6 separate regions of the Mus musculus genome follow, and all the other regions are linked to region 5. Evidence: chromatin contacts called from public Hi-C and HiChIP or PLAC-seq data. All regions are on one chromosome and are shown on one strand. Each heading gives the region's core, a stretch centred on a gene start, on an enhancer-like site or on the middle of the called end of the contact. The rest is flanking DNA. Distances are from core to core; before and after follow the strand shown. Region 1 overlaps Ldlrad3 (low density lipoprotein receptor class A domain containing 3). Region 2 overlaps Ldlrad3 (low density lipoprotein receptor class A domain containing 3). Region 3 overlaps Ldlrad3 (low density lipoprotein receptor class A domain containing 3). Region 4 overlaps Ldlrad3 (low density lipoprotein receptor class A domain containing 3). Region 5 holds the start of Fjx1 (four jointed box 1). Region 6 overlaps Ldlrad3 (low density lipoprotein receptor class A domain containing 3).

The links. A called contact is a pair of places that touch in the nucleus more often than the background predicts. HiChIP or PLAC-seq counts read pairs in DNA pulled down with a chosen protein or histone mark.
Region 1: an H3K4me3 HiChIP or PLAC-seq map of craniofacial prominence shows a contact between it and region 5, with 5 times the contacts expected there. The contact joins the enhancer-like site here to the promoter of Fjx1 in region 5. A contact is called at or near these places in 4 of 39 promoter capture datasets (HPC-7-derived erythroid cells, Sertoli cells, frontonasal cranial neural crest and 1 more), 4 of 15 datasets of contacts at CTCF or cohesin (the NIH/3T3 cell line, large pre-B cells and pro-B cells), 10 of 484 Hi-C or Micro-C datasets (CD8 T cells, the G1E-ER4 cell line, LSK cells and 7 more), 30 of 115 datasets of contacts at active chromatin or transcription factors (SST interneurons, T-cell acute lymphoblastic leukemia, bone marrow-derived macrophages and 20 more) and 4 of 9 other capture datasets (adipose tissue, embryonic stem cells, liver and 1 more).
Region 2: an H3K4me3 HiChIP or PLAC-seq map of embryonic limb bud shows a contact between it and region 5, with 4 times the contacts expected there. The contact joins the enhancer-like site here to the promoter of Fjx1 in region 5. A contact is called at or near these places in 7 of 39 promoter capture datasets (the 3T3-L1 cell line, hippocampal neurons, liver and 3 more), 1 of 15 datasets of contacts at CTCF or cohesin (large pre-B cells), 7 of 484 Hi-C or Micro-C datasets (the N1E-115 cell line, Th1 cells, bone marrow-derived macrophages and 3 more), 21 of 115 datasets of contacts at active chromatin or transcription factors (SST interneurons, T-cell acute lymphoblastic leukemia, astrocytes and 16 more) and 3 of 9 other capture datasets (adipose tissue, embryonic stem cells and liver).
Region 3: a contact with region 5 is called in an H3K4me3 HiChIP or PLAC-seq map of forebrain, with 5 times the contacts expected there. The contact joins the enhancer-like site here to the promoter of Fjx1 in region 5. A contact is called at or near these places in 11 of 39 promoter capture datasets (3T3-L1-derived adipocytes, the C10 cell line, the HPC-7 cell line and 8 more), 1 of 15 datasets of contacts at CTCF or cohesin (pro-B cells), 27 of 115 datasets of contacts at active chromatin or transcription factors (SST interneurons, T-cell acute lymphoblastic leukemia, bone marrow-derived macrophages and 18 more) and 2 of 9 other capture datasets (embryonic stem cells and liver).
Region 4: a contact with region 5 is called in a Hi-C map of the N1E-115 cell line, with 9 times the contacts expected there. The contact joins the enhancer-like site here to the promoter of Fjx1 in region 5. A contact is called at or near these places in 8 of 39 promoter capture datasets (the 3T3-L1 cell line, 3T3-L1-derived adipocytes, the C10 cell line and 4 more), 2 of 15 datasets of contacts at CTCF or cohesin (large pre-B cells and pro-B cells), 5 of 484 Hi-C or Micro-C datasets (the HPC-7 cell line, the N1E-115 cell line, Sertoli cells and 2 more), 19 of 115 datasets of contacts at active chromatin or transcription factors (SST interneurons, T-cell acute lymphoblastic leukemia, craniofacial prominence and 14 more) and 1 of 9 other capture datasets (adipose tissue).
Region 6: a contact with region 5 is called in an H3K4me3 HiChIP or PLAC-seq map of embryonic forebrain, with 10 times the contacts expected there. The contact joins the enhancer-like site here to the promoter of Fjx1 in region 5. A contact is called at or near these places in 3 of 39 promoter capture datasets (hippocampal neurons, liver and neural stem cells), 2 of 15 datasets of contacts at CTCF or cohesin (the NIH/3T3 cell line and large pre-B cells), 4 of 484 Hi-C or Micro-C datasets (the N1E-115 cell line, bone marrow-derived macrophages, cerebral cortex and 1 more), 24 of 115 datasets of contacts at active chromatin or transcription factors (T-cell acute lymphoblastic leukemia, bone marrow-derived macrophages, cardiomyocytes and 19 more) and 2 of 9 other capture datasets (adipose tissue and liver).

The regions. Positions count from the first base shown.
Region 1 is chr2:102,117,313-102,121,378 of GRCm38.p6, forward strand. All of the region lies in intron 1 of Ldlrad3 (low density lipoprotein receptor class A domain containing 3), which reads right to left. Among named protein-coding and RNA genes, the nearest start is that of Ldlrad3, 67 kb to the right of the region's middle. Within about 2 kb of position 2,614, at least 40 of the 459 cell types and tissues checked have an H3K27ac peak or open chromatin away from gene starts, as enhancers often do. A contact at or near this core is called in T-cell acute lymphoblastic leukemia, craniofacial prominence, double positive thymocytes and 6 more, where this site is marked.
Region 2 is chr2:101,963,047-101,967,276 of GRCm38.p6, forward strand. The region is part of intron 4 of Ldlrad3 (low density lipoprotein receptor class A domain containing 3); the gene reads right to left. Among named protein-coding and RNA genes, the nearest start is that of Gm39888, 27 kb to the right of the region's middle. Within about 2 kb of position 2,800, at least 15 of the 459 cell types and tissues checked have an H3K27ac peak or open chromatin away from gene starts, as enhancers often do. A contact at or near this core is called in embryonic limb bud and liver, where this site is marked.
Region 3 is chr2:102,050,451-102,054,676 of GRCm38.p6, forward strand. The region is part of intron 4 of Ldlrad3 (low density lipoprotein receptor class A domain containing 3); the gene reads right to left. Among named protein-coding and RNA genes, the nearest start is that of Gm39888, 61 kb to the left of the region's middle. Within about 2 kb of position 2,686, at least 94 of the 459 cell types and tissues checked have an H3K27ac peak or open chromatin away from gene starts, as enhancers often do. A contact at or near this core is called in SST interneurons, bone marrow-derived macrophages, double positive thymocytes and 5 more, where this site is marked.
Region 4 is chr2:102,136,109-102,139,957 of GRCm38.p6, forward strand. All of the region lies in intron 1 of Ldlrad3 (low density lipoprotein receptor class A domain containing 3), which reads right to left. Among named protein-coding and RNA genes, the nearest start is that of Ldlrad3, 48 kb to the right of the region's middle. Within about 2 kb of position 1,878, at least 28 of the 459 cell types and tissues checked have an H3K27ac peak or open chromatin away from gene starts, as enhancers often do. A contact at or near this core is called in the N1E-115 cell line and uterus, where this site is marked.
Region 5 is chr2:102,449,941-102,453,854 of GRCm38.p6, forward strand. It overlaps Fjx1 (four jointed box 1), which reads right to left and starts at 1,852. Exons shown (of 1, transcript NM_010218.2): 1 at 1-1,852. The coding sequence starts at 1,648. The coding sequence ends at 296.
Region 6 is chr2:102,000,660-102,004,817 of GRCm38.p6, forward strand. The region is part of intron 4 of Ldlrad3 (low density lipoprotein receptor class A domain containing 3); the gene reads right to left. All of the region lies in intron 1 of Gm39888 (a long non-coding RNA gene), which reads left to right. Among named protein-coding and RNA genes, the nearest start is that of Gm39888, 11 kb to the left of the region's middle. Within about 2 kb of position 2,797, at least 77 of the 459 cell types and tissues checked have an H3K27ac peak or open chromatin away from gene starts, as enhancers often do. A contact at or near this core is called in the N1E-115 cell line, cerebral cortex, cortical neurons and 9 more, where this site is marked.

The DNA.
Region 1 (4,066 bases), core at 1,364-3,863, 330 kb before region 5:
CTACACAGTGAAGAACTGTGTGGGAATATATATAAAAGTCAGGGCCTAGAGACATTTTCTTGCATTGACTAGGGGTGCTACTGCCATTTAACATGTAAAGGTCAGGGATGTGATACGACTTTGCATGGAAGGGTTTCGGGGGAGGGAGGAGTGCAGCTCTGACTTTTCGATGTATTGTGCCACATTTCTCCTAATCTGCCACCCACTGAGACACACCACACCACAGAGCCATCTGGCTTGACAAGTCAACAGTGCTGAGGCAGAGAAACACCTGCTACTCAGCAGTTCTCAGTCGCTCCTGTTGTTTCTCTTTTCACACAGTGAGCGTTTTCAGTGCAGGTGACGGTATCTCTAGGACCTTCAGCAACTCTGAATTCTTACATCCTGGTGTAGAGAGCCTCTCTTCAGAGGCATGACCCTGACTCTGAAGCCCCAGCACCTCCCTCCTTTAAAACCAGTGTCTTGATCACACGAATGTCATTCCTGTTCCCCAGGCTTCTAAGCACGGGGCAGGCTGACCCAGCAGAGTCTTCAGCCCATCTTCTCCCTGGTGTTTGGGGCTGCATTGGATCCCTCCAAAGCTTTAAGCTGTAGGCCTGTTAGTAATCTCGTAATGGGAGCACATTTGTCTTTAGAGAGGTAATACATTAAAATGAGGCATTAGAGTAGACCCTAATTCAACATGACTGGTATCCTCACTGGAAAAGAAAATTAGGGCAGACACACACACACACACACACACACACACACACACACACACACACAGGAGAAACAACATGAAGACACAGGGAACCATTAGTAAATCAGGGGATGGGGCTGAAAGGAACCAACCCAGCTGACAGCTTGATCTCAGATCTCTCTGATGAGACAAACAATCTGACGTTCAAGCCACACTATTGTACTGGAAATCTAATCCAATATGCTCTCCTCCTTCTGCTTATTCTTTTGACCCCCAGCATAAGTCATCAAATCTGAGAACCTGTCCCAGGCACCCAGCCTGAGGCTGGTTCTTCTATTAATCCCTCTGATCCCATCCTGTGTTTCCCTTAATCCCAGCCCATGTTAGTGATTGCCTCTTAAGGAATATTCCTGCTAGGCACACACACACACATACACACACCATACACACATACACACCACACACAAACACATACACACACCACACACATACACACCACATGCATACATACCACACATACACACACACACCCCACATACATCACACACATACACACACACACCATACACACCACACACACAAACACACCACACACACACATACACACACACCACACCCAGAGGCACAGGCTCTGTCTGTCCTCAGCTCTGCACCCCAGGATTCTACAATTCCCAGCTCTCCCATAAGTATCACTGACAACTCTAAGAAGTAAACCAGGCATGGCATTAGTACCTTAACCTCCATCCCTGAACCACCCCATCACCCTTACCCCATTTCTCTAGCACTTGTGTGGGACTGTGCATACATAGTTAAACTAAGGAATACAGAGAACCTAAACCTGAACAGGTAGATCGCTATCCTGTCTGCTTGAAAGGTTAGAAATCTTTCAACCCAACAGCTGGGCATTCTAATGGCAGCAATATTTCTCCCAGTTCGGTGTCTCGGAATATACTTAAATAAAAACATGACCAGCCTTAGCACAAAGTTGGCTTCCTCCTCCTCTCCTCTCTCTTTTTCACTAAGTCAAAGAATCCAAAGGAGTTGCATGTTTCCCTGCAGAACATCACTTAACTGAAAATAACTGCACCATCTGTGCAGGAATGGAAAAGTAAAAGCCACGCCCTTCCTTGTCGGGCAGAAGACAGCAGCCTGTTGCTAAAGCGTCTTCCAGGGCCCCTGGCCCGCAACTCTTATTTGATGTGGGGAACAGAACCGGAACAACTAGAAACTCCAGCGGGGCTATGCTCACTGCAGTCGCCCAGGACATTCAGCCAGTGACACAAACGTTTCCAGCTGTGAAATGGGAATTTCATCCTGACAGCTGCTGTCCTTTGGCACTTCTCCTTGCTCTCCGCTGCGGCTCCCTCCCTAGCAGCAGCCGTCATGGTCGTCATGGTCGGGTCTGAATGGACATCTGCAAACTATCAGTAGACTCTGCTTTCCGATTGCTCCCTTCGATTCTCCTCCTTCTCTTCCTGACAGCCTAGATCTGTGGGCACCGCTGAACGGAACAAGAGGCACAACTCGTCTGCGCAGCACACACACAGCTTAGCATTCATGCTTGCAGATCTCAGAGAGACCTTCCTTCCCTACTACCTTTTCGTGCTTTTCTCCAGGACTCATTTCTTGAGACATGCAGACACACCTGCATGGACATATACTTTCACTCACCGACAGGTTAACACCACCTAGTGAGCTCTTCTTCAGTGATTTGTTTATAAGCATACCTAGAACATGTGTGAAGAGCCTTTGTGCTCTGGACTGTTCCCGTGTGATGTGAGCGCTACACAGAACCTCGGACATCTGTCCTGTGTATTTTTCCAAAAGCCATTTGGTCCTCATCATGCAAATATCTTCCTGTTCAAGCTTGGATAGGGGAGCATCTGGCTGTCACCGAGAAGGCAGCAGTCACACAAGGATGTCTGGTCTGGCCTAGCTCCAAGCACCTGTGCTTAGCCAGCCCCCCTCCCCGCCCACGGCCTTGTTAATCTATACTCCCTCTGCCCCAGGAGCTCATTCCACTAGTGCTACCTCCGTTTACCCATCTGATGGAGGAGGATCACCCTGATATATTGCTGAGAAAGTGTAACATAACCCCACACTTCAGCTGACTTTTATAGCCACAGATATAACAAAAACATGATCCCTGATCCTGAAAGAAAATCCTATGTTAGTCACATGGTGTTTCCCTGAGCGAGAGTTAAGGATGGAGAAGGACGCTAGGCTAGTGATGGAGCTCAGCTAGCGTCTGCCTAGCATCTGCCCATCACACGGCTCATGGCTTGTTTCTCCCAGGAAGTGCTCCAAGATGGCAGATGTTTTGTTTCCTTCTTATAAAACAAGTGAGGGAAGAAGGCCAGTGGCCAGCATTCAGGAAGCAAGGGAAGGTCACAGGAGGAGGTGCAGGAACTCACAGTTTCCCTAAGGAGTCAGCTCTCTAAGTTATTCTCCTTTGGACCTCTGTCCTCTTGGGCTGAAGCTTCTGCTTACAATCTTACATATGCTTTCACGTCCTTGCATCACTTCATGAGGAAAATTATGTGGGAATGGTGTTCCTGTTTCGGGGAGCTACTGAGCCACTGGGATAAGGTCTCATGTCCACCCTCCAGAGGCCCTGCAGCTCCTCTTGATACAATCCACAAGTTGAACCCTGTGCCACACCAGAGCCTTGCTTTGTCCTTCCTCTGGCTCTGTGAACAGCCCCTGAGACGCCAAGTACTACAGGCCTTCCTCTGCGGAAGATCTACTGTCTACCAAAGCACTTGGATGTGGCAGGACTTTAATAGCCCCCTCCCTTTTTTCTTTTAAGTTCTTAGAAGAATCCCCTGCCCATTTTATAGATGAAGGAGCAGACTGAAGACAAGACTCACCCAAGGTCACACAGCTAGAAAGAGTCAGATAGTTAATACTTCAGTCTTGCTGGCCAGGAATCTAGGCTAAGTTATTGGATAGGTACCTATCTAAGAAAGAGAATAGTATCTCATACATCTTTCACTGATACATTTTTTAAATCTTCAAAATCATTAAGAGTAACTTTCTATATTCCAGGTCTACCACAGAGAGGAGTGGGGTAGGGGGTAATGAACTTCTTGTGTAAGCAAAAGTCAACGCTTATAATTGTCTGCCCTTTGCATCTTTCTAAGGATTGAAGCCTGTAGATCAGGAAGCATCAGACGACAGGTAATGGGCACGTACAACCACTTATCAACCTACAACTGTGCCATCTGTCCACCCCACCACACTCACCTCACGAGAAAGAGACTGCTATTTACCTAACGGTTCCCTGGCCCCAGAGAATCTCGTCTCTTCTGCTGCCCTGTGTCTGTAGCAACAATCAAGTACCAGGCATCCATAGACACCCACAAACGGCTGCTGACCGCAGTATGG
Region 2 (4,230 bases), core at 1,550-4,049, 490 kb before region 5:
CTGGGGTTCAAAGCCTGCGGTCACCAGTGTTAATATATTATTATTATTTTTTAATTGAGCCAAGTGAACTCATAAGAGCCCATATCCAGGGGTGTTCGAAGCTTGGAGGTGGCCCTCTCCAGCACTCCTGCCATGGCCTCTGCACCCATGTTCTCTCAAGGCCACTACTAGCCTCATGCAACCATCTTGGTGACAGTAAGGCTAGGGCATCCCCTCACTCACCCCAGCCTTCCTGTTCAAGACGAGCATCTTAAGGCTCCTCACCTCTGTGGGTCCCCATTCCACATCCATCCCCTGTCCCAATTTAGATGTGGATTGAAAAAGCTCCGTCCAAAGGGCAGACCAGTGAAGGACTGAATCAAAGGGTGCCATGAAAACCCACTGAACCATTACCATGGCAACTCAAGTTGCTAAAATTAACTGAAAGGGAGGGGGGTGATGGGAATACTGGGCCTGCAGAGCATCAGACCACAACCAGTACCAGCTAGGTCCCCAGCCAAAGGGGAGGGGCAGGGTGCGACAGGCTGCCAAATAGGGCCTGGAGAGCTTGGAGAACGGGCTCTAAGTTCATACTCACAGAGGGGCAGGAGGAGGAGAGGGACAGAGAGGTGATGGCAAAGAACCAAGTCCCAGGATGGAAGTCAGACATTGGTAGATATATCCCTGGATTTTTAGTCATTCTCATAGTAAAAGAGTTTCCAGTGCTACCTGGCCCCACCCCATAACCTGTGCCTACCACTGGGAAAATGGGAGCAGGTTTCCCTCAACCCAGGAACTTCAGAGAAATTGGCAGTGGGTATCCTTCCCCAACTTCTTTTTTATGGTGTGTGTGTATATATGTGTAAGTGTATGTGTGTGTATATATGGATAAGTGTATGTGTGTATATATATAAGTGTATGTGTATATGTGTGTGTATATATATGTATAAGTATGTGTGTGTCTGCACGCATGTACGTGAAGAGCCCAGAGGACAGCCTTGGCTGTTCCTCACCTTACATTTGTGACCACCTTACATTTTTGAGTCAGGGTTTTCCGCTGGCTGGCCTGGGCCTTGGTAGGCCTGGTGAGCAAGCCCCAGGGACCCTCCTTTGTCTCTGCCTCGTCAGCTCAGGATTACAAGCATGCACTACTAACTCTAGCTTCAAACCAAACCAAACCAAACCCCCTTTTATTGATCCTTTGTGAATTTCACATCATGCACCCAGTCCCACTCATCTCCCCTTCCCCCTGTAGCTGACGGCCACCCTTGCAAACTGTCCCTCGACAGAAAAGACTAAATCTCACAGAAGCTGTAGCATGTCACTGTGTCCCACAGTAAACCCCCTTCTCCACACGTCTTTGCTTGCAGATGCTCACTGCAATGAGTCGTTGTTTCTGCTACTCTATGATACTGGAACCTCACTGGGACCCCTCTTGGATATCCTGTTGTTGCCCTGTGTCATGGAGATCCTGTAGTTTTGGATCTGTAGGACCAGCCCCTTCATGCACTCCAGCAGTTCATCAATGGGGAAGATATTGGGGTGGATATCAAAGTCCCACCCTAATATCTGGCCTCAGAGGCATTTGAGCTGGTCACCTTGTCTGCTCTCCTGCTCCCATGCCGCTGTGGCCAGATCACCAGCAAACCCTGTTACAAGGACCAGCTCTAGCCTGCTGCCCAGGTGATGTGCAGGGCCCACTATTCTGAGTATTGCAGATGGTGAGAGGTGTGGCCAGTGACATGGGCGAGGGAGAAAGGTTTCTCTCCTCTTGCCCCTTGCCAATGGCAGCCAGGAGAGCTGGCCCTGCCCCTCACCTGCTGCAGCACTTGGGAGAGCAGTTCCTGCGCCTCACCTGGGCAGCAGGGTAGAGCTGGCCTGGGGCTGAGAGTGTGCCAGAGCTGGCCCTGGGTCACGAGAGCTGGCTGTAGGAAGCCAACTCTAAGATGGCGCCGGGCACCAGGTGTGCCGTTGTCATAAACAACATCAGCGCAGGTCTAAGGGGAGTCTGGCGCCAACCCCTCCCGAGCCGGTACATGCTAATTAGGTGACAGCAGTTCAACCTATCCCAGGAGGACACAAAGCCTTTCCCTGTGCTGGGGTGCATATAAGCAGACCTCCCTGGGTGCCTGGAGTTCCCGTAGCAGCATCGAGGTGTTCCTGCAATAAAGGCTGTTGAGAAGAATCCGACCGTGTTGTGTCTTCCTTGCCGGCCGAGGTGGGAGCGACAGCTGGCCCTGGAGTCATGAGATTGGTAGAACTGGCTGCCTCTAGCTTCTTTTAGTTATGGGTTCTGGAGGCCAGATTCACTTTACCAACTAAGCCATCACCTCAGACAAAGCTCTTTTTCCCATCAGTTTCTAACCTGTTCACCCCAAGGTCAGCTCCTGAGCATAGTGAAAGTTTGAGGTATCCTGCTAAGACTCTGAGACCTTGGATCTAGTCATCTGTGAGGAGGAATAACCTAGAGACAACCTAGGGAAGTAGCTGGCTAATGGCCTCTCAGTCAAGAAGCGGGGCCCAGGGCAGTTTCAGAACTGGCTGGAGGGGAAAGCGTTTAATTGGCTATTTAAGGTGGAAGCGGACTTTTCTTTTTTTTAATGGGAATTCAGATTGCTTCCAAGACTTCATGATGAGGGTAATTGGGAGCTAGGGCCTGGGTGGCCTTTTCAGAACTCTGCTCAATTATGTTATCACTTAAAAAAACATCAAGGGACGAGTGCTATGGGCATGGAGAGCCAGAGTCCCTTCCCACCACTCCCACTGCAGAGCACAGAATGGTGTTAAGCAAACAAAGCAAGAACAAACACCAGGGAAGACAGCACAGGCGTGTAGACTTGAAATGAACTGACCCACTAGAGTCAAAGCTTGCAGGGGGTGGAGTCCCCTCTTCTGCGAAAGGAAGAGCTTTAGCAATCCTGGGATTCCTCTCAGGACAATCTCAGCTGCTCCTGCAAGGAACTTAAATGAATATCGGTGCCTCCCAGAATTCGCTGAGTAAGGGCTGTGCAGAATTACTATTTCTATTGCTTACTGTATCTATTTACCTGGAGTGTTTGGTGGAGGCTGTAAAATTAAATGCTTAGCAGACATTCTTTAAACTCAATGGTCAGTTGGTTTCTGGTCCAGTAATAAGGCTTGCTGAGTTACAATGCAATGGTTTATTGAGCCTTCTGTGACAGCGGCCAGGGCAGAATATGCTAACTCCAGCAGGATTTGAGAGCAGGGTACTTTGATCAGCTGGGAGTATGGCATAATCACCCACAGATAATACTGCAGGGAAAAGGTTCACCCAATAAACTGGGGAGAGAAAAATCTGTCTAGTTAAGTCAATGCAAATAAAATCTCATTAGTAGGTGACGAGAGAACAAATCCCCTCCGGTCCCAACACGGCTCCTCAAAGGGCGCCTCCAGCCAGTTCCTGGAGACAGAGGCTCTGGTGTTAGACTGGCACCATATAAACCCCTTAGCCATTCCCTCAACTTCCTGTCTTGTCCTTCTCTATTGTTCCACATTTTTCTCTCCTTATCTATAAAGTTCTTTTCCAGAAGCAATTAAGCTCCCAGCTCACTCCTTGTTCTATGGCCTAGGAGAAGCAACCCATGTTCCAAACACCGATCAGGAGTGGGGTCTCTAAAATCTTACCCTCTAGTCTTCTACAACCCGAATCTCTTCCAGCATCTGTGCTCTAGCCAGGGATGGCCAAAGGCTGACCTCATGCTTGTTTTTGTTATTTTGTTTTTATAAATAAAGCTTTATTGATACACCATCATACCCATTCACTTGAGAGTTGCCTCTGGTTGCTTTTTCTGCTCCACTGTCCAAGTAGGATAGTCATGATGATGACTTTTTAGACTCACAAAACTCAGAATATGGTTGTCCCACATATGAACTAATTCTGAAAAATTAGTCTAGCCATGCAGAATATTAACAATTATGGCCAGAAGATATAACTACTAGTGTAAAAGAGAGAGAGAGAGAGAGAGAGAGAGAGAGAGAGAGAGAGAGACATCAAGAAATCAAGGAGAATTCAAATGCAACTCATTTCCACTGGCTTTTGCTCCCTTACCCTGTTTGAGACAGAGTGCATCTATGTAGCCCAGGCTGGCTTTACACTCCTAATCCCCTTGTCTTTGCCTCCTGCGCACCGGGATTATAGATATGCACCACAATGTCTGGCTGGCTTGTTTCTTTTGTTGTCTTAGAAGCAAGCTACTAAAATGTTCCTACAGGAAATAGCAAACTTGGTCT
Region 3 (4,226 bases), core at 1,436-3,935, 400 kb before region 5:
CAGCCCAGCTGGGATTTCAAATTCTTAAATTAAAAGCACCAAAGATTTAAAAAAAAAAAAAAAAAAAAAAGAGCTTCCTTATTCCTCCTGCTAAATGGACCTCTGGCAGTTTTATTCTAACTAAAGCTAAATGAATTCTTTAAGAGGATGACTTTTTCCTTAGGAGCCCTCAAAGGAAGTTCTTGACATCACAGGACAGCAACAAGTCTTAGGATAAATAATATCCACCCATCAAACGCCAGCTGCGGTGACAGTCTGGGTTATTTCTAGCAAACCTTTCCTTCATAGAAAGCTCTTTGTCATCCCTGCTTGCAAGCACTAGGCTAGCATGAGCACCTCTCCCACCCCAAGCCCCTCACAGCATCCGTAGGAATTATCCTTAGTGCCTTGGTAGCTTGGATCTGTTTGGTGACAAGCAGCAAAGGTCTTCCCCCAAAGTGTGTCTTTTGTTCTCAATGATGCAGGCTGGTGAGAGGCTTGAGGTCATACAGAGACCAAGCACACCTGGCCAGTTACTCACAGAGCCTCCACCCCCACCCCGCCCCACCCCGCCCGACTGATAGCCCTTCGTGGCCCGCACAGCCTACTCGCCGCCTTTGATGCTCTCGTCCAGCTTTTCGCTGTCTCAGTGATTATGGCTTGACTTCCTCCCTGAAAACACTGGCCCAACTCTTCTCACCGTTAGCCCCTTCATGTGATGGTGAAGCTGACTGGATAAGGGACAGTGAGAGAGTTCCCACAGCACACACCCGAGCATGTTTGTGAGGGCATTTTTAGAGATGGTTAGATCATAGGAACTCTGACCTATCCAGATTGAACAAAGAAACTGGGGGGAGGGTGCAGGGGAAGATGGGGGTGCAGGTGAGGATCGGGGTGCAGTACGGGGTTAACTGGAGAAAGTGTGCCAACAGAAGCAAGCTTAGCTTGTGAAAGATATACCTAAACTCTTCCCTTCTGTCATCCTTCTCTTTCCTGTCGCCATGCAGTGAGCAGCCTTTGCCAGGCTTCCACTACTGTGAGTCTCTGCCTGGCCTCAGGCCCGAAAAACCACTTGCTCTGTGTTCTCCCTTTGGGGGTTTTAATAATCTGGGCAACATTCCAATGCAAGGGACCCCACACCTTAGCAAGCACGCCAACTGCCTTGGGTCTCTCTATGTCACCCAATGTTCCACTGGCCAAAGTAAGCAGAGGACATTAACAGAGGCATTTTCTTTGGCCATTCTGCTAACAGTAAAAAGGCTCTTAAAGAGCAAAGAACTGAGAATGATAATTCAGTCTACCACATGGTGGACAGTGGAGGTGGCCCATGGGACAAATACCAAGCTCTAAATTTCACCATTAGCCAAATGACAGCTCTTAGGGTGAACCATGAGAACAAGCCAATGGTTTCTACTTCAGGATCCTGCCCTGACTTCCCTCAAAGATGGACCTGCAGATGTAAGATGAAATAAACCCTTTCTTCCTTTGCGTTGTGCTTATCACAGGAGCAGAAGAGAACTAGAGGAGGCCTAGAGAGGGCTAAGAAACAAGTGCAAGGTCCCAGGGGTCTGAAAGGGGGTGGGTGACTTTATACAGAGCCACTTGGGACTGAGCTAAGAAGCCTGGAGCTAAGGGGAGCACGGATATAGAAAACGAGACCCTTGAAATACAAGATGAGAGGCGTCCCTCAAGCTCAGCATAGTCTACCACCCCCACACAGAGGCAAGACCAGTGCTCTCCCCAGAGAGCTTTTCTCAGCAGCCCCAGGACCTCCCGTCTCCTCAGGGTCATGTCACTTGGCCTGTCTGATGACTCTCCAGACCTTCACATTTCTGTCACCACATCTGGTGTCCCACAGAAGGTGTGGCTATGCTTTAATTAGGGGTCATTTCTTGGGGGCTGAAGAAGTTGGTTGGGTAGGACTTATGGTAATGGTATATCAGTTTGTTATGGTAAGGCCGACTTGTGGGGTGGGGTGTTCATCAGTAAAAATCTATTGTCTCACAATGTGGGAGACCATAAGTCCAAGATTAAGGTGCTGGCCGAGGGCTTTCCTCTGAGGGCTGTGAGGACAGTCGGTTCCACATCCCTCCCTGGCCATCTGTGGTTTCTTGGCCATCTGTGCTGCAGGCATCCTCCTCTTCTGTTTTTATGTCATACAATGTTCTCCCTGAGTGTGTGTTTCTGAGACCCCAAATCCCACTACAATAAAGACACGGTCACATCAGCGGCCCACCCTATCCTAATGGGACCTCTTCCTACTAATTATATCGTCAAGGACCCTGCTCTTAAATATGGACATGTTCTGTGGACCTGGAGGCAGGGTCCAGATTGTGAGAAATGAATTTTGAGGAGAAAAAAATGTAACTCAAAAAGAGAGCAAGATCCTAGTATGTAATTTCTAAGTTCCAACTCTCTCTGTCCCTCCCTGACACGCACACAGGCTCGTGCGCGCGCGCGCGCGCGCACACACACACACACACACACACACACACACACACACACACACACACACACAGACCTGCAAAAGAAACAGCACAAAGCATCATTTCTGGCTCTGGTAAGGTGCCAAAGCTCTCACAGCCTGCCATTCTCCTGAAGTCTTATCGCCAGAGCACAGCAAGGAAAGGAAGCTGCTCTGGCAGGCGCAACACTGCCAACCAACTCCCTGCTAGGGTGACTCACTGGCAGAACACACTTCGAAAATGCTCGAGGGGTGGAGAGCCAGCTCATCAGTGTGGTACTATCCTTGAGGAAGCATACATGTGAGAGCCAAGAGGAGGACCGTGCCCTTCCCCTGGATCACAGTTCCCCCTTCCATTTAGCTCTCTGCAGCTCGGGCTAGACTGCTTCCTGGAGTTCCAGAGTACCAGAGGGCAGAGGCGGACAGGGTGGTGTGGGCAGGGTCAGGAGAAGGAGCACTGCCTCAACTCAAGTTCACACCTTAGCTCCCTACTCACTTGCAGTATGCACTTGGTCTAAGTAGTCTTTAGTTCTTCATCGAGAAAGTGGGCCAGAAGAGCACAAGGTCCTGGGGTGAAGGGGGAGGGGTTAGAACAGAGCAGAACCACGTGAATGGGACAAAGGTCCCTGACACCAAGCTTGAACCCCAGAATGTTCTCTCCCTATAAAGTCCTTATGGTCCCTCCCAAAGCCCTGACTGGTCACCATGACCTGGGACTAGAATACGAAACCACTGGAGCCTCCTTGAGAGGAGGCTCTCCCTCCAGCCTCACCTGAGGCCGCTGGTGGGCCTCAATTCCTTCCTGGCTTTACGTCAGAGTCCTTCCTCGGCTCCCTGTCCCAGCAGTCTCTGCAACACTGCAACTCACAACATGGAAAGTGGCTTTTGTCAGAGCAAGCAACACAGAGTGAGAGGGAAGGGCTATCTATTCATGGCCTGTTCCTAGAAATGACACCCAACCTGTTTGCTGAATTTCTTTTGCTTAAAACCAGGTCATAATTTGTACATATGTTCTCACACAGCAGTATTCACAATAGTCAAAGGGGGGAGGGGCCAAACGTGTTTGCTGACAGAGAAATCAAACGTGATATATCAACAATAAAATGGAATATTATTCAGTCTTTCACAGGAAGGAAATTGCCTACATGTTATAAAATAGATGAACTTGATGACATGCTAAGTTGAACTAAGCATCTTACAATAAAGTCACGATATTTGATTCTCCTCTACAAGTCCCCAAAACCTCCAAAGCAACCAAGATAGAAAGTGGAAAAGCAGTTACCAGGGTTATGGGGTGGAGCAGAGAGGGAACACTTTTTTTCTTTGTTTCTTAAGTGCATTCAGAATTTCAAGATGTGAAAGTTCTAGCAATTGGCTGCATAATGGAAAGAGTAATTTCTGCCACTGAACTTTAAAAAGTACTTTCAAAAGTTAAGATAGTCAATTTTATGCATTTTTCTAGACAGGAGGGAGGGAGGGACTAGTCAAACCATCCAGATCACAGACAAAGAGGTGGGATTACACACAGGCACAAGTGTCAGAAGGTGTCATCACTAGACACCAAAGCCACATTCAGGTAGAATTTTCAAGGTCACCTGAATGATGTTCACGCCCATCATCTGCATAGCAGCTGCTGCTGTATCTAAGATACACAGTATCCTAGATCCCAAGCATAGGACAGTCACAGTGATGCTGCCCAAAGGTACCCTCTGAAAGGACCTACAGCAGACTATGCTGTCAATCAATGAAGCCCTGACAAAACCTGACCCCACCACAAAGTCAC
Region 4 (3,849 bases), core at 628-3,127, 310 kb before region 5:
CCATACTATAGCCCAGATGCATCTGACTTAATGAGACAAAAAGGCCTGGTCCATCTCAGCAGACAAGGAAATTTTTCAGAGAAATGAACTCCTCTAGAAACTCTAAAGAAAAGGGAGGAGCCTCGGATGGGAGCTGGGGAGCCCATGGACATGTGAACAGGACAAAATCTTTTTTTTTTTTTTTTTTTTGCATACAAGGAAGCCAGGCTAAGAAACCCAGTTGTGTGCAGGGCCTTGGCCACAGTGTGTGTGTCGGGGGGTGGGGGGTGGGGTAGCATCTGGAGGGTAGTATTGGAGGGTAGTATACCCACTGAAGAAAAAAAGGAAGCTAAGACTACATCCGATTCAAGCAAACAGAAACACAGTGTATGTTATTTTCATAACTAAAATTTCAAGAGAAGGCTCTAATCTCCACTGAGGCAACACCACTATAAACATGTATTTTGGTGGTGTTGTTGTTGTTGCTGTTGTCCTAAATAAGTCCTCAGAGGAAATCCCAGTCCAAGCTGGAAAAGCCATAAGGAAACAGAGCTGCCCCGCTCCCTCAGACCGCACAGCTTCCTGCAGAAGAGCAGCAAACAGGAATGAATTCATTGCTGTAAAAAAGCCAAAGACCGCTTCTCTTAAACATGCTTCTTAATATTCAGTCAGTTAAACACAGGTCTTCCCCAGGTGCCATCATCAGCCCATAAGTATTTAGTAGTGGGAGATGCAGCCACACAGAGATGCACAGAGAAAAGAACCTTCTTCCCCAAGCTCAGCTGTCCATGGACTCGGACACAAAGGTGAAAAGCCACATTCGTAACAGGATCATTTACGGATCATCTCCTGGGAGAAAGGCTCTCCTGACCCAGATTCCATAGCCTTCCCTATATTTTCCAACCCTAGAGAAGGCCCCCAGCATCTTAGAAAAGTCCTGAGGTAAAGATGGTGGAGACTTTTACAGGCCCCTCTCATTCACAGCCTGGTGTGAATCAAATCCACATTTTCCAGCCTCAAATGGATTTTCAAAGAGTACAGGATTCCTGGCTTGTTTACCCATTCCACTTCTGGTTTGGGTAGCCGAGGGATGTTTGTAATTAATGAGTATGGTGCCTTCTCCAAATGTAAATGGCATTCCTGAAAACGGACCGTTTACTGTGTGTCCTCTGGGTGCCAGGCACCGTTACGAACACCTCATTTTCATAACCAGGCCAATCAGAGCTACTATTACTTCCATTCCACACATGAGGGAAAGACACAAGGTTCAGTAAGTACCTAATGTCATTCAGAAGAAACAGAATCTTCAGCGCTGGGGCTAACTAAACCTCAAATCGTCTTCCGCTGGATTCCTGTGTTGGGGAACCCCAGCCAGCCCACCCCTGCATATGTTTTGTTTTATTTTGTTTCAGTTTTTGTTTTGAAACAAGGTCTTGCTATGTAGCCCTGTGTAGCCTGGAACTTGAGACCCTCTTGCCTCAGTCTCCAGAACACCGGGCGTTCAGGTAGGAACTGCCATGCCTTGGCTCCCATCTCCCTCCCAGCACTGGGCAGAACCAGAAGGCTGAACTTCAGCCGGCAATGATTCTCCCACAGGATTCTCCAACCAAGAAAGTTTACGAGGACATCACAGAACTCACTGGTCTACAGATGTGACTTCCAGTCTTAAAAACTAACAGGACTCTCCCCAAAGCCAGCGATGAGGGCAGATGCAGCTCATAAAATATTCCATTAAACCACTTCTGTTCGATTAGCCCCATGTGTTTCTTTCCTGGAGGCTCTCTGAGGGGGAGACGATGTACAAACCTCTCTCAAGCCGAAGGTCCCTTTACACTCAGGACCCGTGCCTTCTAGTCTTCCCTTCCTCCGTCCTCAGCAGCTCTCAACTCTGCACAGAGGAAACATGATTAACCAGCCTTCAGACCAGAGGGCCATCTCAGATGGGCCCCAGGGAGCCACTTCTCATTTACTTAAGTGATTGAAATCTCCTCTCTCCCAGTTACCCAACCCTGCAACACCAGCCAGCAGATATAATTGCGAAGCAGGTAAGCTCCTCTCACTGCTCACTGCTCTACAGATTCGGTGCCAGCGAACGTTGCAAATTACAGGGTATAAATTTAGCAGGGTGGGTCTTGACACACATTCCTGCAAATTACATGTTCCTGCACTAGTAGAAAGTGCATTAATTACTTTGGGTGTATGCACAACTTCCATTTACTCAGGGGCTTTCTGGAGAGCATCAAGCAACTTGGAGTAATCTACAAAGATTAAAGCATAAATAAATAATGCCTGCTGAGTGGGTGGGTCTTCCCAGAGCTCTTGGAATTAGAATTGTTAACTTTCTCCCCGAGGATTGGAAGAGTCAGAGGAGCCCATTGTGTGTGGTTGAAGATAGAATGACCCAAATCAAGCCCTATTGTGAGATGGGCACAGCATTCAACTAGGGGTGGCAGAAACATCACATGTTTCTTTCCTGCTAAGCTGAAAGATTTGCTTCCTACACAAGAATGGGGTGTTCCCATCTGTGGCAAAGCAGATACAGCCAGAAGTAAGGACAAGATGGGTGGGATCAGGGGAGATTTAACCCAACAACCTAGCACTGTCCATATGCTGGGTGCTAGGCTAAGTACACAGGAGTCTTCACCAATATCATCACATGATTCCACCCTATGAGTGAGGAAGGAAACAGTGCCGAGGTCACCCAGGAGGAAATAAAAGCTAAATACCTCACCTAAGATCACATAACCAGAGAACCGTTTAAGCCAGGTTCGGTGTAGCAAGCAGCTTCAGTGCCCAGAGGGGCAGCTGGCTCCAGAGGGCCCCAAAGGTAGGAGGGGCAGGAACACCAGGTCAAGTGCATTCAGCAGGTCACCATGTCTGTTCTGGGCACACAGCTGAGGACTGTCCCGGAGGATGCCCACCTAACATGCAGAACAACTCTGAAGGCATCTTACACCTCTGGTGGTATCCATGGGAAAACCATAGTGAGAAAAGTCAGGTTCCTCCACCCAGATCCCAGTTACACACGCCTCCAAAACTCTCGGCTCTTCTCCCCTAATCTGTGAGTTCCCGTTATATGATTTAGGGGAAAATAAAAGGATTAAACAAAACCATCTGCTGGGGTTAGATGCGAATTACCAAGGGGGTGAATTATCAGGTCCCTGCCTCCTATTTGTAGCAGGATGGGGAGAGAGAGGCCATTGCTGGGTCAAGACTAGAGTGTTTAAACTGCGTTTCCATTTCACTTTCGACTTTGTTAGAATTATCTCTATCAATAGCTGTAAAGTAATGGGACCACAGCCAGGGGTCGTCCTCTCTATAGCCAAAGGGAAGCTATAGGATGATCCATCTCAGGAGCATGGCCCCATAAAATAGGGACAATGACACTGAAGATAAGCCATTTTCTCCAAGAAGCAGAATGTGGCAAGATTCTATAAAATATGACCAACGCATTCGAATGTTCATGCTCTCTGTCTCCTCCTCCTTCCTCATCCCTCTCCTTTTTTCCTCTCTTTTCCACCCCTCCCATCTCTCCCTTTCTTACTCTCTCCTTTCCCTCCCTCTCTTCCTTCCCCTCTTTTCTCTCCCCCTGCCCCTTCACTTTCCCCTCTTCTGTTCTCTCTCTCTCTCCATCCTACCCCCCTTTTGGAAGATACACACACACACACACACACACACACACACCATGGATGAAGGAGTTTGGACTTCAGGAGGAAGCACAGGTGACATGGAAGGAGCAAAAGCCAACCCCTTTTGCCACAGCAGCCTGCAAGTGCTTCACATTTCAACAGAAACAGGATATCAGAAAGGAAGCTGACCAGTTCCAGAATGGGACTCACACCTAGGAGACACCACACACACACCAGCCCA
Region 5 (3,914 bases), core at 602-3,101:
CATCTCCCAAAGAGACTGCCATTCCCGGGCCAAACCCCAGCAGCCAGTTTCTTCGGATCCAATCTCCACACAAGCACAGAACTCTTTTTATAAGCTAGGTGGAGGGAATGTTACACTTCTCGCCTCGGTGAGTTTGCCCTTCCAGAACTTGGAAAGGAAACAGCCTGGCATGAAAAGAAAGGGGCAAGTGGGTAACACACAATTTTTTTTTTTAGACAGCTTGGCGATCAGACCATTGGGTGGGCGTTGGCTGGTTGGTCGTTGCCCGTGGCAGAGAAGACAGCCCTAACCCCCATCATTCATACCCCAGTCCCTCTCTTCCTCGGAGTGTTATTAAGTCCCCGGGCCGGCGGCCGTACTTGGCCTTGCAGTGCAAAATGTGTTTGGCGAGGAAGTCAAGGCGGCGCTGTAGCAGCTGAGCGTGGGGTTCTGAGAGCTCCGCCAGCTCTGGGAAACGCGGTTCGTGGCGACTGTAGAGGCGCAGCAACCGGGCCGCCGCGTCCTGACCCCGGTGCAGCTCCAAGACGCGCCTAGCAGTCCGCTCTCGGAATACACACACCGACTGTAGCAGCGGTTCGTTATACTTGTCCCACATGCCGGCTACCCGGTAGCCGTGCACCAAGCCCGCCTCATTGTCCAGAAAGACCAACGCCCCTCCTGGTCCTCGGTGCAGGTTGCTCGTAGCGCGGTGCATAACGCGTGGGTCCCACTGTAAGCTGAAGAGGTTGCTCACAAGCCGGTCAAAGTTGGCCGTCAGGTAATCGAAGAGGATCAGATCGGTCCATTGTACCAAGTCCACCAGCTCCGCCTGGCTGAGGTTGGTCAGCTCGCCCCCGGCGTCGCGCAGGGGCCGCAGACGGCCGTCCTCTGATCGCCAGGGCTCGGGCACCACCACGTCGGTGAGGTTAGGCAGCCAGCGCGTCAGGCTCACCACGCTGCCCTCGGTCCAGTGCGCGGTGCGCAGCTCCTCCTGCACCTGCACCCACTGCGCGCCCCGAGCCTCCACCCGAGCCAGTGCCAGCGGCGGCACGTGGCGCTGGAGGCCCAGCAGGCGCGCAAGGTAGTAGGACAGGGCCTCGCCCTGTATCTGCTCTGGGTTGATGCCGTAGCGTACACAGGCACGGGTGCCGTCGGCAAAGCGGGCTAGGCGGTTGGAACTGCGTCCGCAGCCCCCGCGATCCAGAGCCACCACCCGAGCACCCCGTGCCACCTCCAGCCACGCTGCTGCTTGGGCTTCGGAAAAGCCCCGGGGAACCTGCTCCTCCAGGCCGCGGCTCCAGAAGACGCCCCCGTGCACCGCCCTGCGCTCCTCTGGCCAGGACAGCCCGGAGGGCTCGTGCCGCCCGCGGTCGTCCTGGTGCCTCCTAGGCGGGTTATCCGCGCCGGCCGCCAGGGTGAGCAGCGCCCGGAAAGTTTTCAGGGAGCCGCCGCGGGCGTCCCATACTAGGGGCGGGGGCAGAGGGAATCGCGGCTCGGGCGCGGGGCCGCCACTCTGGATCGGATGCGGAGGGAGTCGATCTTCGGGCGGCCGGGAGGCTGGCAGCTCGGTCCGCGGTGGCAGGAGTCCTCCCCACAGCGTCAGCAGCGAGCTCAAAGCCAGCAGCCAGAGCCCCGCGGCGGCGGCGGCGCCCCGCATCTTCCTCCCCATGCTCCTGCCGGCGCGCCGGTGCCACCGCCGCCGCTTCAAGCCAAGCCCGGGCGCCCGGGTGCGGGCGGCGAGGCGGGCCCGGCTGCTAGCTGGCTCCGGGGCTTCGGGTGCCGGAGCCCCATCGCGGCCGCGGAGCGCTGCGGGGCTCTGGCCAGCGCTCTGCCCCGGCGCTGGGAACTCGCCTCCCCGTGGCTTCCCAGCAGCTTTTGTATTTCGCTGTGAGACCCTCCGGCGGGCGCGATTCACAGGCGCCCGGACCACGTGGGAGCGAGGGGGATCCCCCTCCCCCTCCTCTGCCGCCTCTCCCCGCCCCCCACTCCCCCGCCCCTTCCCTTCCTCTTCCCCTTAAAGCGGCAACCGATCCTTCCAGGAGCGAGAGGTGGCCCCACGTTCTGTCCCGGACTTCGGGGCGGGGAGGAGGCTGAACTGAGGGCGTCCGTGCGGGGGCGTCGGAGCGGGGGCGGGGGCAGAGACCAATTGTAGGGCTTGGGAGTAGCGGCGTGTCCGGTGCTCTTGTTGGGAGTGGGATGATCCCCTTGTACCCTCCTTTGGACTGTGTCTGATCTGAAAACTTCAGACAGCCCCCCACCGCAGTACAGGCAGGGGTCAGGGTGAGTCCTTTTGCTACCTCACTTGGTGTGATTCACGCTGGCTTATGTAAATTCCCCGGAAAGTCTCGAGCCCTAGAGGATGTGACTCCAGCTGGGAGAGGAACCATCTGTAGCCAATGACTTTGAACCCATAACCTCTCTCCAGATGCAAGCTCCCCGGTATGGATCATTGCAGGCTTGAGAGCAATGAGGTTAACTTCTGTGACTTTTCTCAGGGATGCTTGGAATTAAACCTTGCTGTGCAAGTTGGACAGCCAAGTCAGGTCCCCTGGTCGCATGCCACTTGGCTTTCCCATTTTAAAGAAAGTTCAATATGTAGAGATAGGGATATCTAGATAGATATAAACACTTATTGTCAACATTCTCACCTTGTTTTTAAGTTGTCATTTAGTCAGTCACTTTATTCCCAATTATAAATTTCTCCCAAACAAAGGAAAATAAACAATTGTTTTACTAGTTTAGTGTAAAGGAAAAAGGACTAGTGGGAAGTGGGGCAGTGAAGAAAAAAACAAACCAACACATTATAAAAACTGATGCATCTTCCTCCAGACTTTCTTGGATTTAATTTACCAGCAAATCTCTTGGAAACAAACTGAATCTTTCCTTTCCCTTCTTGTATCCCATATTTCAAACTGGAGATTCTTAGTCATAAGATCAGAGCCGTGAGGGGTCCTGAGAGCCAGAGCTGGCACTGCCAGGGAACTGTCCCAGGACAGTACGTATGCTAAGCAGGTTCTCTTCTGACTCCTCCCCGAGTCCTACAGCCAGAGTTTAAAATCGGTTTCTTTCACATTGTGTGTGTGTATGTGTGTGTGTGTGTGTGTGTGTTTCCTTTCCCTATATTCCTCTCCTGGGAACACATGCGAGGTTTCAGCTGGGCTACATCTGCCTGTGCTGTGTATATTTATTCTGGAGTTATAGGGTAGACAATGTAAAATGTTTGTGACAGAGTAGATACATTAACCTTCCAAAACATGGCTGACCCAAGGCATACACCTTCCTGGGTTTCTTTCCCACTGGTACCTTGTGTGCCACCTGAAAGTGTGGGGTCTTTCTTAAATGTGTTCCCAACCACGGGGCTTCTTGTAGTGCTTATCTGATAAAAGGATTACAGTGCCTTCCATATGGATCCAGTACAATATATTAATTCATTAAAAAGTTTTTTTTTCTTGCCTCATGCAAGCTTCCCCCTGTCTTTCCCTAGAGAGCAGGGACTGTCTCTTATCAAATTTTTATTTCATATACCAGCTAATATAGTATATTACATGAAATAAGAACTGGATTCATTGAATTTAATTTTTGTCTTTTGATGTAACTTTTAGGTGTTTTTTTCCCCCTGCATTGAGTTTAGTGTGGGCAAACTGTAAGCAAGATCTCCACCTTGTGGGCATAATCAGAATATCCTCTAATTAGAGAACTACATTTTATAGTGGTGATTAAGTTAAACTCAGAACACTAAATGCCACCGTGGGCCAAGTTATGTCCCGAGGGCAGCGGGGCAATTCACAGTGCTTGGTGACTCTGTGGTTTTGGCTCTTGGCAGAATCTGTGACTGTGTAGTGCCTAGTGACCCACTATGGTACCCTGCATGGGGAGTTCTCTTGCCCACTGTGTAACAGTGGCCAGGGCACAAAGCCTGGCACTGAGCGCATATT
Region 6 (4,158 bases), core at 1,547-4,046, 450 kb before region 5:
GTCAGAGATCCTGCCTCACCATGGTGGAAAGAAACTGAGGCACCATTGTGAACCACACATTCCTGCACCCACACACAGGAAACACACACACACACACATACATACACACACACACACACACACACACACACACACATACATGAGGCACACCAAATATATATATATATATATATATATATATATATATATATATATATATATATATATATATGAAGAGAAATTGCTATGAATATGTGAATCACAGCTTATTGGCAAAACCCAAGCGCCACTAGCAGTCATGTGAATAAACGAAAATAAGATGGAGCCATCTGAAAGAACATCACATAGCCATTAAGGACGCCAAGCACGAGTTTTCAGGATGGAGATATTTACTGAAGAGGGAGAAAATAGGATGCAAAGCAATGAATATCCTAATTGGAAGGACCAAGAGACTCCATTACCTTAGCACAGAAAAAAGGTAGAAGGAAGAATGCCAATTGCTGTAATGCTTATTTCTGCAAGCGGGAAACACGGGTTTATTTCCCCCTTCTATATTCTTGAAACATCCTGTAATCAGAGTATTTACTTCCATAATGGAAGCAAGACTTATTGTGTTTCTGAAAAGCAAATCAGTTGCATAAGATTTTAAAAAGATGTCCTTTTCCACAAACAATAAAAATTGAACCCTGGCTAATTCCAGGTGAAACACATTTGTAACACTGGATTTTCTAACATTACATCCAGATCTGGGACATTGGGGAACCTAGCTGCTTCCTTACAAAGCACCTAGCTCTGTTCTAAATGCTTTGCTTAAGAAATTAAAGGAGTCAGCCCGTCAGCTTTTAACCACTCGATTCTAGGAAGAGTCTCACACAGTCACTTCTCCTGCAGAACTCCATTACTTGGAAGGAAACTGCTGTACAGTGCAGAGAACAGTGGATGAATAGTTAGGGACCAGACTGGATGCTACTCCTTGCCAGTGGTCAGCCTCAACATCAGCATCTTGTTTCCCCCGCAAGTCAGTGCACTTGAAATCTATCATCTCTAGATTGTTTTTTCCATTCAAGCAAAAATTTTTTGAAGCAGGCCATCTGTTTCTGGAAATGAGGAGCAATTTAAGGACAGATGTAAGGTGCAGGGACAGGGGAACAATTTCATCTGAGTAATGAGTTTATTGATGTGCTTGCTTTCCAAGTGGCTGACTCATTCAAGTTTAAATAAAGTGACTCTTGAGTGGGTCTAACCACGTTGCAACAGCAGGAAGAAGGGGAGGGGGAGAAGAGGAGGAGCAAGAGGAGGAGGTCACTCTTGATGGACAGTTGCCCTAAGGCCTATGTGTTCATGTAAGGCATCTCCACAATTTTAATCTTTTCTGAAAGCTGAGCTGAGAAGCTCCAAGATGGATAGTTGCTGATATTCATAGACTCAGTCACACTGTCAGTTCTTAAGTAACCCAAAGTCTCACTAGGGGAAGTGGCAGAAGCAATGTCTTTACCCAGTCCTATCACTGATGTCTCTCTTCTCCCAGAAGCTCTTGGTGTCTATTTCTGTAAGCCAGTGAAGCAAGACCAGGGCAAGGGCACGGAGGTGAGCAGCCACTGCTGACCCAACAAACAGAAATTTCTGTGGTGTGGAGTCCACATGTCTTGTCCAGTACTCCAAGCCTTCCCCTCTTAGCTGTCGGTCATCTTAATATACTGCACTTATACTGCAAACACCATCCCTTGCCAACCCAGCCACCAAGTATCAAGCATTTCTGAACAAATGCTGTGGATTCAGTTCTCTCCTTCTCCCTTATTCGGATCCTGGGGATTGAGCTGAAGTTGGCAGGCTGCAGAGCAAGCGCTTTTGCTTGCTGAACTAGCTCCTCTTATCTATCTTTCATTTTCTTTTCTAAAGGAAAAAAAAAACCCTACTTGAAGCCCAATCCCCATCGCTGTACACACACCACTCTTTAGGAAGCCACCATCAGTGCATGAGGAAGTGGTCAAGTGGGCACGTCAGTACATGGATAGGAAAGGAAGAAACTGGACGGAAATGAGACTTAAAAGGTGCCCACCTACAACTTGGTATCTCGGATCCGCATCTCCCCAAACCCACTTATCCACACTGTGTATGTTACTTACCCTGCCACACATCATAGGTAGGGAAGTCAGGGCAAGCACTTTGATATGGATCCCAGAAACGAATCCCCACCCCGCAGGGATATGAGCTGCTCTTGTGCTGGCGATCAGGAGGCTGGGTCAGCTGAGCAGTCGGAATGACAAAGAAGGGGGGGATGTTTAATTGAGGGAAGGGAATAGATTATTTTCATGCTCCATCTCCATCCACGCAATCCATCTACCAATTACAAGCAAGTTCTTATCCAGACATTAAAGCAGGCAACTGCCCGTGCTGGCATCCAACCAAAACTGCTTATCTTGAGGCTTCCATCATCCCAGACCCCTTTCCTGATCCCAGATCACTGGCTTCCTGCCTAATGCAGCTGCACTGCTTTTTCTGCCCCTGGATTTAGCTCCTGGAATTTTCCCCTGATACCAAACACCCTTGCAGACAGACACACAAAGCCAGGCAGTGAGCTGGTCTTTGTTTCATCTGTCTGAGGAGGAAGAAGCTGTTTGGCCTCTCAAGTCTGTCTATATCTGTCCTGCTAAATATCACAACCGCTGAGGCTGGTGGATAGGATCCAGTTCTAAGGACAAGGCTGTCTCAGAATTTGAAATATTCCAGGAAGGAAGACTTGTGAGAAGGGGCTGGGGAACTGCTGCAAAACTCACCAATGCATTCTTAACACCGAGACTCCATGCCAACCTGAATTTCCATTGCAAATCAAGCATTCACCGGGCCCCACCATTAGTTAAGCTCAGCGCCCTGGCTAATTAAGTCAGTCTCCGGTGGGGAAGGATAGATTTAAGGGCCATCATCAGCTCCTGTCTGAGATGCTCACAGCTGAGACTTCATTCTTCATGCAATGCGGAGCAAATCAAAGCTAATGCCAGAGCATGGCCACAGCTGACTGGGCCTCTCTCAGTGATGTGCACCCAAGCCCCAAGATGTCACCGGCTCACATGTCATTTGTCTGCATTAACATTCTGTCTGGGTTCTTGCTTCACACTCAACAAGTCTACTGCAAGCTGTAAATAAGGAGACGAAGGACAGGGACATATGCCAAGAAAGCTCACACATGGCTCACAGGGCGACAAAACCCATATTAATAATGTGATCTGAAGAGACTCGAGGAACGCTGGGGCTGCTGTCACTTCTCCTTAGATGAAGAATCCCACCAGTGGGGGTGATTGATATTCTAATTCTTCAAACTGCATCTTTCTAAAAATGTAGATTAAACTTTCCCAAATAGCTTGGATGCTCTCTCAACTCTCCTCCAGCGTCCTGTCCCTCCCCATGGGGATTAAAAATATCATGCCAGGATTTATATTTGGTTCAAATTTGCTTAGCACACCAAGGCTAAATACAGCTTATGCACCACTCATGCTTCCAAAATCACTTACTTGGAAACGTATGAAACAGTAATGGAATGATTTATAGTTTTCTCTTAGCTCTTTCATTGCTGATTTACGGAGATCTCTCCAGGGGTGATTATTTTTGGATATTTCAAAATCTGTAGACTGCCGAACTCTTGATAGATGTTAATGTATTTCCAGAGAGCCTATGTTAACTGACACGTTTCATTCATTTAAACATTTAATGAGCACCTATGATGCATTACATATAGTGGGTTATACAAAGCTGGTTGGAGTATAGGCTTGTGTCCTCGGATAACCTACACTTGCCCCTGTTACTCTACTTAGGGGCTGCATTGCCACAGTGACTATACTTACTGGCAAAACAAAATTTCCCCGGTGTGAAGCCCTGGATGGACACATCTTCTATGGTATCCACCTTACCTCTTCAACTAGAGGAGCTGGTTAAGTCCTGGCATGAAAATGGAGTTGTTCCTTGGAACTGTCAAACTGCATCCATCCGTCCATCCATCCATCCATCCATCCATCTATCCACCCACTAATATATTTATGTATCATCATTTGTCATCCATCTATTCATCCATCCATCATCTGTCATCTATCCATCCATAAATCCATCATCTGCCATCCATCAATCCGTCCATTCAACTAGCCTTTGCTTCACAGGAATCTTGGGAGAGCACACCCAGTATATCAT